Linked DNA regions of Mus musculus: regions 1 and 2 are each linked to region 3. Evidence: chromatin contacts called from public ChIA-PET and HiChIP or PLAC-seq data. All regions are on one chromosome and are shown on one strand. Each heading gives the region's core, a stretch centred on a gene start, on an enhancer-like site or on the middle of the called end of the contact. The rest is flanking DNA. Distances are from core to core; before and after follow the strand shown.

Region 1 (3,837 bases), core at 787-3,286, 260 kb after region 3:
ACAAAGCTTCTCAAAACTGAAGCACAGAAGAATGAGAATATAACAAAATAATATGAGGCGGGGAAAGAGGATTGCTCCACCTTCCTGAGAATTGCGTTGTACTCTCCTACCTGAGGCTTGTTTACGAGTCAGGCTACAGTCAGAGGAATGCACTGTCTTCAGGCTAGGTCAGTACAGAATCAAGAAAGGCTCCCTAATTATGCATAGGTACCGTGAGGCCCATGGCACGTACAGGAGGAAATGGTGGGACTGCTGTGTATCTGCCACCAGTACATTTTAAAATGCTATACTCTTATTGCTCTAAGCTTAAAAGTTCTCTCTTCACTCCTGTAATATTATCCTGATAATTCACAACTGCGACTACCAAGACCTTAATGTACCACCTGCTTGCCATTTATTTTGTTTTTGTTTCCTAGGTTTTGTTGCTGTTCTTATTGCTGTTGTTTTGAAGACGGTCTTTTGTTGTCTAGTCAGGGTTATCCTAGATTGCGTTATGTAGCCCAGGCTGGCCTGGAAGGCAAAATAACCATGATCCAGCTTCCCCAGTCCTTGGATTACAGGCAAGCACCATCTCAACTAGCCCTTTGCATCTGTCAGTTACTGTAATATTTCTAGGTTCATTTCTGAGTTAACATATTCAACACTGTTTTCAGCTAATTTAAAAGCATTACATGAAATAATTTCAACATTATTTTCCCCCTCTCTTCGTTCACATTTCAAACTACAGTGTATTGCCTTTGTTGAGTTCATTCACAGTGTATCTACAGGCCTGGATTTAACATATTTCTTGTAGTGACAACTTTTCTATTTTTTTGGAACTCTTTAGGTCACAGGAGGGGAAAAAAAGGAGGTCATACCTAAAAGAAATGGCATGTCCCCAAGACAGATGCAGTTTTCTGAACACCTGTTGAACATCAAATGATGATGAGTGTTCTAATTCCAAAACTCAGGATCCAGATCTTAAATGTTCAGTCACTTTGCTTCGTCTGATAAGGATTTGAACGTCGATTCTTCCCAAAGATAGGGAAATAGACGCCTCATTTAAAAAGCAGTCCGTTTCATTGTAAATTATTTCTCATCGAGTCACTCTAGAGGAAGCTGTGTGGTTGGAACTGCAGGGCAAGCCGGTTATTGCTTCCGGAGACAGAGTGACCGTGACAAATATTTTCAGTTTGTCAAGGGTGAAGAAATGGAAACTAGCAAACAGTAACCTGACACTCCCCTTCAGTCCACAGGCTGGTGAGGCAGCTACACTGTAGGCTAACTTCCTATAGACCATAAAGCTGGATGATAGCAGCCCCGCCGCTGTGGCGGAACGTGGCACCTAGGGCATGGCAATACTCCTACTGTGGCATTCACTCATTCATTCATTCGTTCGTTCGTTCATTCATTCTCACTGTGCTGGAAGGTTACCTCTCCACCTAGGAGCCGCATTCCTTCATTATCACTTTCAGCACTAGGTTGCACTAATGATGAGCCTTGCCTTCTCTCCCTTTCCTGCACTCCCAGGCCAGGGTGACAGGCTCAAGGAAGGCCTTGGCAACAGCAAGGAAGGGGCTCGCAGCGCGCTGGGGGCCGGTCTCAGGGGAGGGAGCCTTGGGAAACGGGACCCGGGAAGGCGACGGGCCACCAAGCTCGGAGTGTAACCTGAGGGCAGGCCGTGCGCTAGCGGAGGGGTAGCGAGCCGACGAGGCAAATTACCTGATGAACGTGGTCTTGCCCGTGCTGTACTGGCCCACCAGCAGGATCATGGGCTTGTTTTCGAAGTCGGCGTCCTCCAGCGCTGGCGAGTGAAACTCGTGGAAGCGGTACGCCTCCTCCAGCGGCAGCACCTTGCGCTGGTACAGAGAGCGCAGGCCGCCCGTCACCGTCTGCACCGCGTCCATGCCGCCCGAGCGCTCGCGCCCGCCAGCCTGCCGCCCCATCCAGCTGAACATGCTGCCGCCCCACAACTTGCCGCCGCCGCCGCCGCACTTCAGTAAGAACCCCAGAACCCGCGTCGCTCGCTCTCTGTGCCCGACAGTAGCTCTCGCCGCCGCCCGCTCCTGGGTCCGCCCCCTGCCGCAACGACCAATCATCAGCCGCTGCGTCACGGGCGCGCGCTCATTATTCAGCAGCGATCTCAGGTCCTTCCTCATTGGGCGTTTGCCAGCGACTGGGTGGAAGCTCTAGCCAATGGAAAGGCGATCCTTGAATTATTGATGACGGCATCGGTCTAGAGGGCTGATCCCGGAGAGGGTGTAGTCCAGGCGGGGTGACACAGGCGCGTCTACCCGGGTACATCCTTCTGGCCAGGTGGCGTTGGCTTCCGGGCAAGTCTGAGCTGGCAAGAATGAACCACCGGAGGCTGTCCTCCTGGAACTCGACTCATCCCAAGTCTCCGGACGTGGATACTGGGGACAGAAAACTCAGAAAGTTGACAGACAAGTTCCTTTTCCTGGGGCAGGTTATTGCCCTGTTTACTACTGTCGAAGATACTCAGGCTCACCGATATAATTGGCAAAAATTGGAGAGAAAATGGACTTCAATCTATTTGCGCAGACACTTCTGCCTCCATTCAACTCTGGATCAATTAAAGGCCTCTTTCTGCTAGACACTAGTAGAAATAATTGACCATCACCTGTGTATCCTAAGCGAGAAATAGTGTTAGCGCATTTTCAGTGTGGCCAATGAGGCCAGCTGCATAGGAATAACCCAAGAGGCTTGTTAAAATGCAGGTCTCTAGTTCTTGATACAGACCCACCAAATAAAATGTTGAGAGATGCAGCTCAACAAATGCCTGCAGATGATTCTTGTCTGCATAAAGTTTGGAGAAAGATTGTGTGGGAATGACTTCTTGAACTTGGTGGAAATGCAGAGCTGATTCAGCAAGTAGTTGTAAAATTGCATTTTAAAGATCGTTCAGGTGTTGCCAGTGCAGCAAGGGTGGTTTTGTTGTTGGTGGTGGTGGTGGTGGGGTTTGGTTTGGTTTGGGTTTTTTATTTATTTGTTTATTTTTATTTTATTTTATTTTATTTTACTTTTATTTTGATTTTTCAAGACAGGGTTTCTCTGTGTAGCCATGGCTGTCCTGGAACTCATCTGTAGACCAGGCTGGCCTCGAACTCAGAAATCGGCCTGCCTGTGCCTGTGCCTCTGCCTCTGCCTCTCTGCCTCTCTGCCTCTCTGCCTCTCTGTCTCTCTCTGCCTCTCTGTCTTTCTCTGCCTCTCTGTCTCTCTCTGCCTCTCTGTCTCTCTCTGCCTCTCTCTCTCTGCCTCTCTCTCTCTCTCTGCCTCTCTGTCTCTCTCTGCCTCTCTCTCTCTCTGCCTCTCTCTCTCTGCCTCTCTCTCTGCCCCTCTCTCTCTCTCTCTGCCCCTCTCTCTCTGCCCCTCTCTCTCTGTCTCTCTCTCTCTCTGCCTCTCTGCTTCTCTGCCTCTCTGCCTCTCTGCCTCTCTGCCTCTCTGCCTCTCTGCCTCTGCCTCTCTGCCTCTGCCTCCCAAGTGCTGGGATTAAAGGCATGCACCGCCACTGCAGGGCATCAAGGGTGTTTATGACAGCTTTGTTCGTCACTAAAACTTGGAAACAACCAAGATGGCCTTTAGTAGGAGAATCACTAAACTATGTATATCCAGACCAAAAGCTGCTGTCTCTAGGAGGTGAACTTATTAGTGAAGTTTCTAGCTACAAGAACCAGATATATCTACATGCTAGAAACAACAATTGGACATTCAAGTAGAAAATCTGCATGCCTTGGAATAGCACCCAAACAAAGAGATGTTTAGTGCTAAATCTAAATAAAATGTACCAGATCTATATGCTGAGAATCAAAATATATTTCTAAGAGAAATGGAGACCTG
Region 2 (3,916 bases), core at 1,227-3,726, 460 kb after region 3:
CCCTTTCTTCCACTCTTTCAACCCACTAACACTAGATAGGAGAGATAAAGGATTAAAAGGAAAGGAGGTGACATTCTTGACAGACTACATCCTGCTGATTAGGGCAAGTTTGATCTTTGCCTTCAAGATAACTAATTTTTTCTTTCTTTGTTTGCAACTACTACTTAACAAACCAAGACAGAAAAGAGTCAACCACCAAACAACAATCCTCTTGGGGCCCTAGCATTCATGTACCCTCTGAAAGTCCCCAGAATTCCAAAGGTCACACAATTGCAGAACCAAAGGCAAAATCACACCCCATGCATAAGGCAAATCATAGTCAGCTGCAGTGGACAGTCTGAAGCGGCCCCATACTACAAACCTGGGATTAAATCAGAAATATATTCTCATAATATTTCTGCGCTTTTTAACATTTTTTAAAAGACATCAAAACCCCAAAAATTGTCTTGTTAGGGTCATGCTATTAGACATCCCAATGCCAAAAAGGCAGCTGGATTCTATAACTGGAGCTCAAGGAAACCTTCAATGTCCTCATTTCTGTTGCCCACAAGAGAGACAGATTATGCCAGTCTTTCAGCTTAAATTTTGTCTGGGTCTTCATGTTCTGATTGCTAGATGAACTTTCCAGACCAACATACACAAAAGGTACAATGACTAGAAGTAGCAATAATTGCTAGTGCTAAAGCAGCAATAGTTATTATCTAAAGCCTGAAAGTGAACAACCTTCCTGTACTCCAGCAGCGACCTTAGTAGCCGAGGGGACCGGGCATTTCTCCTGTTTGGTGTGGGGTCAAAGCAGGACAAAAGCCACTTATCATTCCCAAGCTGGTCTTGAGGAGCTGAGCTAAGTGGCCTCTTTACTCTGACAATGTGGAGTCAATGAGTCTCTCTCAGAGGAGCAGTCAATGACTGTGACACGCTAAGGCAAGTGTGTGGCAGGCAGTTGCACTCATCTTGCTTGGATGTTCTGCCTTAGACTGAACTGAATACCTGCCCTACGTGTTGAAATAGGTAGCACACACTTCTGGTATCATCTATCTGGTGTCATAACCTGTCCTCATGCTTTTGACCCCCAAAGTGTTCTGGGTACACAGATACTATTTCTCATTCATCCTTGTATTCCTGTCCATAGTAGAGAGAACGGTACAGGTGGGTATCCAGAACATATTTAATGAAACAAAAGAGAAATGAACCCCTCCATGTATTATTCTCTATTGAGAGCACTTTCCTCCAGGAAATGAGGTTTTCTTGAGATGGCTGTAGGAAATTGGGTTCTATTCTCTCCCTAATTCAAAGGACTACATCAGTTTACATTGGAGGTACTATTTTACAGAGGCTAGGGGCTGCTCAAAGAAGAGCACAGGGAAAAAAAAAAAAAAAAGATGTGAATCCCTCTAAGGAGGCCACAAAGAACCTGCAAGGATGCCTGGGAAGCGCTAGCAACAGATGCTCGGCACACTGGTCACCATCAACATTTCCTTGTGGTCCATCGTGGTGCCTTCCTTAGGGTAAACTCTACGTACAGATTCTGAACTTTACCTTTGTATGGGCCCTTGATGTTTCTTGATATTTAGGGCATGGACATTAACAGAAAAGACTGAATTATTTTTACGTAGCCTGTTATGGGTAATAACGATGCATAGAAAAGCACTCGATGTAGCCTGAGAGCCAAGATTTACGTTCTTGAACTCCAGAAAACATGAAGGATGCTGACCTTGCTTTCTGCATTGGTCAATCCCAAGAAAAAGTATACAAGGTCGCATGGGTCAGGTTTCACAGCAATCTGTTATGATGCTCTTCCACTTCAGTCAGGTAACTTGGGCACCTCACGACATAAGGTAGTTATATGAGCTAACTACTAAAAGGAAAAATAAACTAAGTGAACACTAAATGCTCTGAAGCATACGGTGCTAACATTGTCTGTCACCTAGAACACACCGCAATCATTTAACAAGGTGAAGCACCTGGCAGGCTTTGCCCTTTTCACTCAAGACTTCTTGGGAACCGAAATGGGCCCCAACAGAGCACATTAATAATGTGAGCTCAGCCTCCAACTGCATAGCGCACAAGAGAGAGCGCGGAGCGTCCACAAATGGACTGTCCTTAGCAATCACGCAAGCCGCCCGGGGTCCAGTCACGTCCGCCCTCTCTGACAGCCTGCGTCCGCAGCCCACCCACAGGGTCAGACGCCTTGCCTCTCTATAGCTCGGCGTGAGGGGCCGCTGCCTCCCTGACCCGAGGCCCCGCGGCTCACCCCAGGCAGCCAGGCAGTCGATCTGCAGGGGAAGCTTTTCCAGGATCGGCACCGGCTCGAAAGCGTCATGCATGGCTGCGGGAGCTTCACCGCCACTGTCCCGCCCCTGCTGCTGGGAGGAGCCTGCCGTCCGAAAACAGGGAAGACTCGTATTCCACCAGGGACCCCTGCTACAGGGCCTTCAGCAACAACTCCATCCTCGCCGCCGGACTTCCTGTTGCCTTAAGCCCGCCCCTTCCGCAGCAGAAGCTCCGCCCCCAACCCGAGTTCACATCCATACCAGCTGCTCAGAGTCCCTTGGTGTTTGTGGTGGTAGAAGAGAAACTGATCTTTTTTTTTTTTTTTTTAAAGATTTATTTATTTGTTTTATTTATATGAGTACACTATAGCTGTCTTTAGACACACCAGAAGAGGGCATCAGACCCCATTACAGATGGTTGTGAGCCACCATGTGGTTGCTGGGAATTGAACTCAGGACCTTTGGAAGTGCAGTCAGTGCTCTTAACCACTGAACCATCTCGCCAGCCCGAGAAACTGATTTTAGGCAGTCAACTTAGTGAAGACCTCGCGATAAAGAGGAATTTAGCTCACTGGGCTGCGTGTCAGGAGAGATGGCAGCCTGACATCCCAGGACGCAGGAGGTTCAGAGTTATCTTCAGTACGTATCAAGTTTGAAGCCAGCCTAGGATACATGAGGCCCTGTCTCAAAAACCAGCCCTCCCAACCACGGAGGAAAAAGGAACTTCTGCCTTGGCGTCAGTCTTGGGTTGGAGATATACCACTTAGGAAATTTGGCTTTTCTTTTTCTTTGGAAATAGATTGTTGCAGGCCTTACTTTCATACTCTGCAAAACCTTCTTCAAAATAAGATTGCTTAGAATCGTGAACATCTGTCAAGTCTGACACACTCTAGCCAGTCAATAGATTGCTTCAGTACCATCATTACATTTCAGCTAATTCTTAGTTGTACCTTAGGTTTACATTGTTAAAGCTGTAGACCAGTGATTCTCTCCTAGTGCCTAGTCAAGCAAGTTTTGAAAAATTCAGGCTCAGACCTCATTCCAACTTTACTCAAACTTTGGAGAGTAGTATGAACTCAAGTAAGTTCATACACTTGAACAGGAAAGCCATTATAGGCTAATGTTCCTTAGCCCGGGCATAATCCCCTAGGGATTGCATACGGGACTGTTATGTGTGCACTGGAGGATGTTGGGAAGCAACCTCAGAATCTACCTGCAAGAGATGTTAGAGAAGCCCGCCCAAAGGTCAGATACATTAATGAAGATGCAATCTGGTAAGCACTTCTGGCGAGCCACTGTTACTGACCAATGTTTCAGGTCAGAGGTCAGATAGATGTCTTCCTCAGCTGTTTTCCACATTATGAGAAATGGCCTGTGTTTTTGTTTGCTCGTTTCTGAGACATATCCACCCCTTTTACAACTAGCCAGCCTAGCTCACTGGCAAGCCAGTAAGCTCCAGGGACCCACCTGTCTCTAGTCTCAGTGTTAAGGGCACTAGCTTTGTCACATGGATGACACGGATCCAAACGAACCCGGATCCTCATGCTGTGTGGCAAACACTTTACAGAGTCATTGTCCTGGCCTCCAGGCCACTGCACCTGGAGACATTACTAAAACATCCGTTTGATTCAATCAATCCAGAA
Region 3 (3,641 bases), core at 906-3,405:
AAACACAAATGCTCAAAGAACTCTCAGACTCTTACTTTTTATAGGCTAACTAGACTCCACTTTGAAAACTTATGGGTATTGTACCTATTAAGGGATCTAATGCTGCATCTTAGAAATTTGTTGTTACCTAAAACAAATTAATCTGGAGGACCATTTCAGTAGTTGAGAGAAAAGCAGTAGGGTGAGCAAGCTGTAAATCTTGTCACCTGTAGGGAGATGGAGTTGTAAGAAAGTCATGCCTTTTGAGTCAGCAATGGAGGTCTGCAAGAAGCTCTAGAAATTGTGAGAAGAGGTCTTCAGAGAAAACAATGAGAAAGCCCTGAATGTGAGGGCAGACATTCTTAGGATTTTGGGAAAGTGATTGACAATATGCTCAGGAAACTAGCTACTCAGTAATGAAAATCAGTAATTGTTGAAAATTGAAATCTGGTATTTCATGTTTGCTTGGAGCAGGGAAAGAGCACCAAAGAGCATTTCTGTTGTACTTTCCCATGCAAGTTGTTCTCGTAGATTTTTCCAATTAGAGATGCTATTTGGGTTGTCTTTTTTTGAGATGCTACCGAGTCATTCATACCTTAGGGGCAGACATTTTACTAGTAAATAAACTCAAATTTTAGTCTCAGAAAAATGAGATTTTTTTGAGAAACCATTATAACCCTCGAGAAGGCATCTTGGTTTAGTAGGAAAGGTTCTTGAGTCAGAGAAGAGGAACGTGTTAAAGAAATGGTTTTCAGTCTTCTAAGATCTTGAATGGTTTTCCTGAATCATGGATTTCAGAAGTCTGTAAACTTTAGTTCAGTTTCTGCCTATGTGTTGCGTATCTCCTCAGGAATAAATAGCTAAGTGAAACGAAGCAAGTCAGATCAACCCTGTTGGCTATCCTTGTCCTTCCTCTTGGCTCCATCCTTACATTCTTGGTTTCCTTCAAAGTGTTTGTATTGTCACTTAGCACAAAATAAGTTTTTCTATTATCTCTTGAGAGTGAAAAGTTTGGGAATATGGACTGCATTTTATGTTTTCTACTTAATTATTTCGTAATTACTCCTTTTCACTTTAAACATTTACTGGTAGGTTAGCAGCATGAAAGTAGTAAATGGTAGAGAAAAAAACCTAAAATTTTTGATGTTTGGTTGAGAATTATTGCTCTCTGACTTAGTTTGGCAATTGTCTGACATACTTGTTGGTTAATGTTTTCTTTACATTTTTAAGCTTCATTGTCTTGAAGAAGCAACAACAACAACAAAAATATACATTGTTGGTTAATGTTTTCTTTACATTTTTAAGCTTCATTGTCTTGAAGAAGCAACAACAACAACAAAAATATTCTTGACCATTTCTTTTTAAGACATCTTTCATCTTGGTATCAGGCAATTTAGTGGCAGCTCTTTTTCCTTTATAGAACCTTTCTTTGCTTTGCTTTTCATTCCAGCACGGTGTCTTGGCAGCCTAGCCTACTCTGGAACGTGAACTCACTATAGAATTCAGGTTAGCCTCGAACTCGCAGCAATCCTGCTTCAGCCTCAGTGTTGAGAATATAGGCATAAACTTCCATTCTCTGCGCTCAACAAGGCTTTCTCGAATTTTCCTAGTGTTCTTTGTTGGCGAATATTGGAAAATTGCTTACTCTTCTTTCGTGGTGTTTGCTTCAAGCTTTTCCAGTGTTCTGGTACTTTCCAACCCCATAGCACTTTGTACAGGAGGTCCTCCGTTTTTTTTTTTTTTTTTTTTTTTTTTTTGAAGGATTTGCGAAGCCAGGAGGTCTATGAAGCTTCATGTGGGTGGGGCTGGGTACGGCAGGGGCGGGGCCGGTGAGAAGTCTCTGGGAAAGGCTGAAGAGTCTTGTTGGGAAAGGCCTGGAGGGCAGTGGTTTCAGAATTTTCACGAAGGCTTCGAATACAGGATTGAGCGTATTGTGTACCTCTCTCCTGTCTCTCCTTTCCTGATTCTGGAAGCTTCATAAGTTCTTTCTGGATTACTAAAATGCGAAAAGGCTACGGCTTCGGCTCCGTGGGCGGAACCCAAGGGTCCTGACGCTGCTCCGGGCTGTTTGGCCTCCTGATGTTGGGGGAGGGGCAAAGAGGTGCTGCTCGCGCCTCCCTATGCGCCTGCGCGGTCGGCTCCAAGCTGGTAGGAGCGCGTGCGCAGTGACGTGGACATCCGGTGCGTGCGCAGGCTCTTCAGCTGAAGCGGACACACGGTGTGCGAACCCTTCAGAATAACCCTCCCCTAGAGGGATGTGAAGGACTCGGGGTGAGGCCGGCCACGCCCCGCACGGTAACTCTCGGGCCTGGGTGGAGGGCGTCGCTTCAATAGTGGCCCGATTGGAGTTTTTTTGAGTTTAAACCACTTGTGTATTTGAACGGCTTGCCCAGCGTTCCGCAGAGAGAGCTTCGCACGCCTGGGCCTGGCTGGGCCTTACGCTGTGCAGCCTTTGGTCCCTTGAGCGAGTTGCGCATGTCATCTCGCACGCCTCCCCGACCTCACTTCCGTGTCGCTCGGAGAACTAACTAGGAACATCGACGCCGGAGACCGAGACCACGAGGCGGGCGGGGTGAGAAGTGCCTACGGCACGGCCCTGCCCTCGCGTGCGTGGGGTGTTGAACAGCATGGCACGTTCCGCGTGACGATTTCTAGCCTGGTTATCGATGGAATAAGCACAGGTTTTAAGAGTTCAGCTCTCTGAGTTTCAACTCTCCGAGGGAAACAACCAATGTCTGTTTCTCCAAGGAACTGGATGCAGTGTTTTGACACCTATTCAAACATTTCCTAGCGTGTAATTTCGGGTCAAATTGAGGCAAGGCCCCGAATTTAATGAGGGGGCGATGAGTGAGTTGAATGAGAGTGAGAACTTTGTAAACAAAGGAGCTGTGATTTGTAAGTGCTAATTCGAAGGCGGAGAAAACAGGTAGGGAACAGGTGGTGGTTCCTTTTTCTCTTTCTGGGGTAACCTGACTGGTTTTCTGTCCATAGGACTTCCCGTTTCTGTTGAATTTTCAAGTACGTCTTTGAGTCGAGTGTAAGGTGCGCAAGGGCATTAGCCTTCTCTTTCGTTCCCCAAGAATGTCTCTTTTTCTCTGGCAAAAGGATGGTAGCAGGCATGGGTGAAGAGTGCCTGAAGAGTGGCTTGATTAGTAGAACGGGAAAAATCTCCGTCTGAGGGAGACCCACTCTTGTTCGCGTCGCCGAAGCCGACACGTGGATCTTGAGAAGTTAGGGCTCACTTATGCTCAGTCTGTGGGTGTTGTTGAGCTTGCCAAGCTTGCGTGTCCAAGTGCTTGGTCAACTCTGCCTGTCTTGCTGGCTTTTTGCGCACGACGCTGCTGCAGTTAAGGTGCAGGAGAGTAGCGAGAGGACTGCTGGGAAATGGGCTGGCGGGGTGACTAGTTGTGTAGTCTCCAAGGTAACCGAAAGCGGCTGAACAGCCTTAGGAACACAGGGTTCCGCCTGGCTGCACGTGATCCTTGGGACTCTACCCTGGAAGAGTTTTCTTTGCGACATTTTTTTCATGTTTGTGGCTAGCTGAAAAGCGAGTAACTGGAGGCTGTTTTATTTTTTTATACATAGGTAGTAAGTTGTGTCCACTTAACTGCAACACAAGTGAAAGACCTGAAATTTCATTCCCTGGGTGCATTGGCATATTT

The links. ChIA-PET counts read pairs in DNA pulled down with a chosen protein or histone mark. HiChIP or PLAC-seq counts read pairs in DNA pulled down with a chosen protein or histone mark.
Region 1: an H3K27ac HiChIP or PLAC-seq map of microglia shows a contact between it and region 3, with 5 times the contacts expected there. The contact joins the promoter of Ehd4 here to the promoter of Mga in region 3. A contact is called at or near these places in 6 of 39 promoter capture datasets (the HPC-7 cell line, cranial neural crest, erythroid cells and 3 more), 3 of 484 Hi-C or Micro-C datasets (CD4 T cells, LSK cells and neutrophils) and 3 of 115 datasets of contacts at active chromatin or transcription factors (bone marrow-derived macrophages, memory CD8 T cells and microglia).
Region 2: an RNA polymerase II ChIA-PET map of memory CD8 T cells shows a contact between it and region 3, with 7 read pairs. The contact joins the promoter of Vps39 here to the promoter of Mga in region 3. A contact is called at or near these places in 2 of 115 datasets of contacts at active chromatin or transcription factors (bone marrow-derived macrophages and memory CD8 T cells).

Annotation. Positions count from the first base shown.
Region 1 is chr2:120,152,539-120,156,375 of GRCm38.p6, forward strand. It overlaps Ehd4 (EH-domain containing 4), which reads right to left and starts at 2,037. Exons shown (of 6, transcript NM_133838.4): 1 at 1,702-2,037. The coding sequence starts at 1,937.
Region 2 is chr2:120,350,661-120,354,576 of GRCm38.p6, forward strand. Vps39 (VPS39 HOPS complex subunit) reads right to left here and starts at 2,477. Exons shown (of 25, transcript NM_178851.4): 1 at 2,255-2,477. The coding sequence starts at 2,327.
Region 3 is chr2:119,895,073-119,898,713 of GRCm38.p6, forward strand. It overlaps Mga (MAX gene associated), which reads left to right and starts at 2,156. Exons shown (of 24, transcript NM_013720.2): 1 at 2,156-2,274.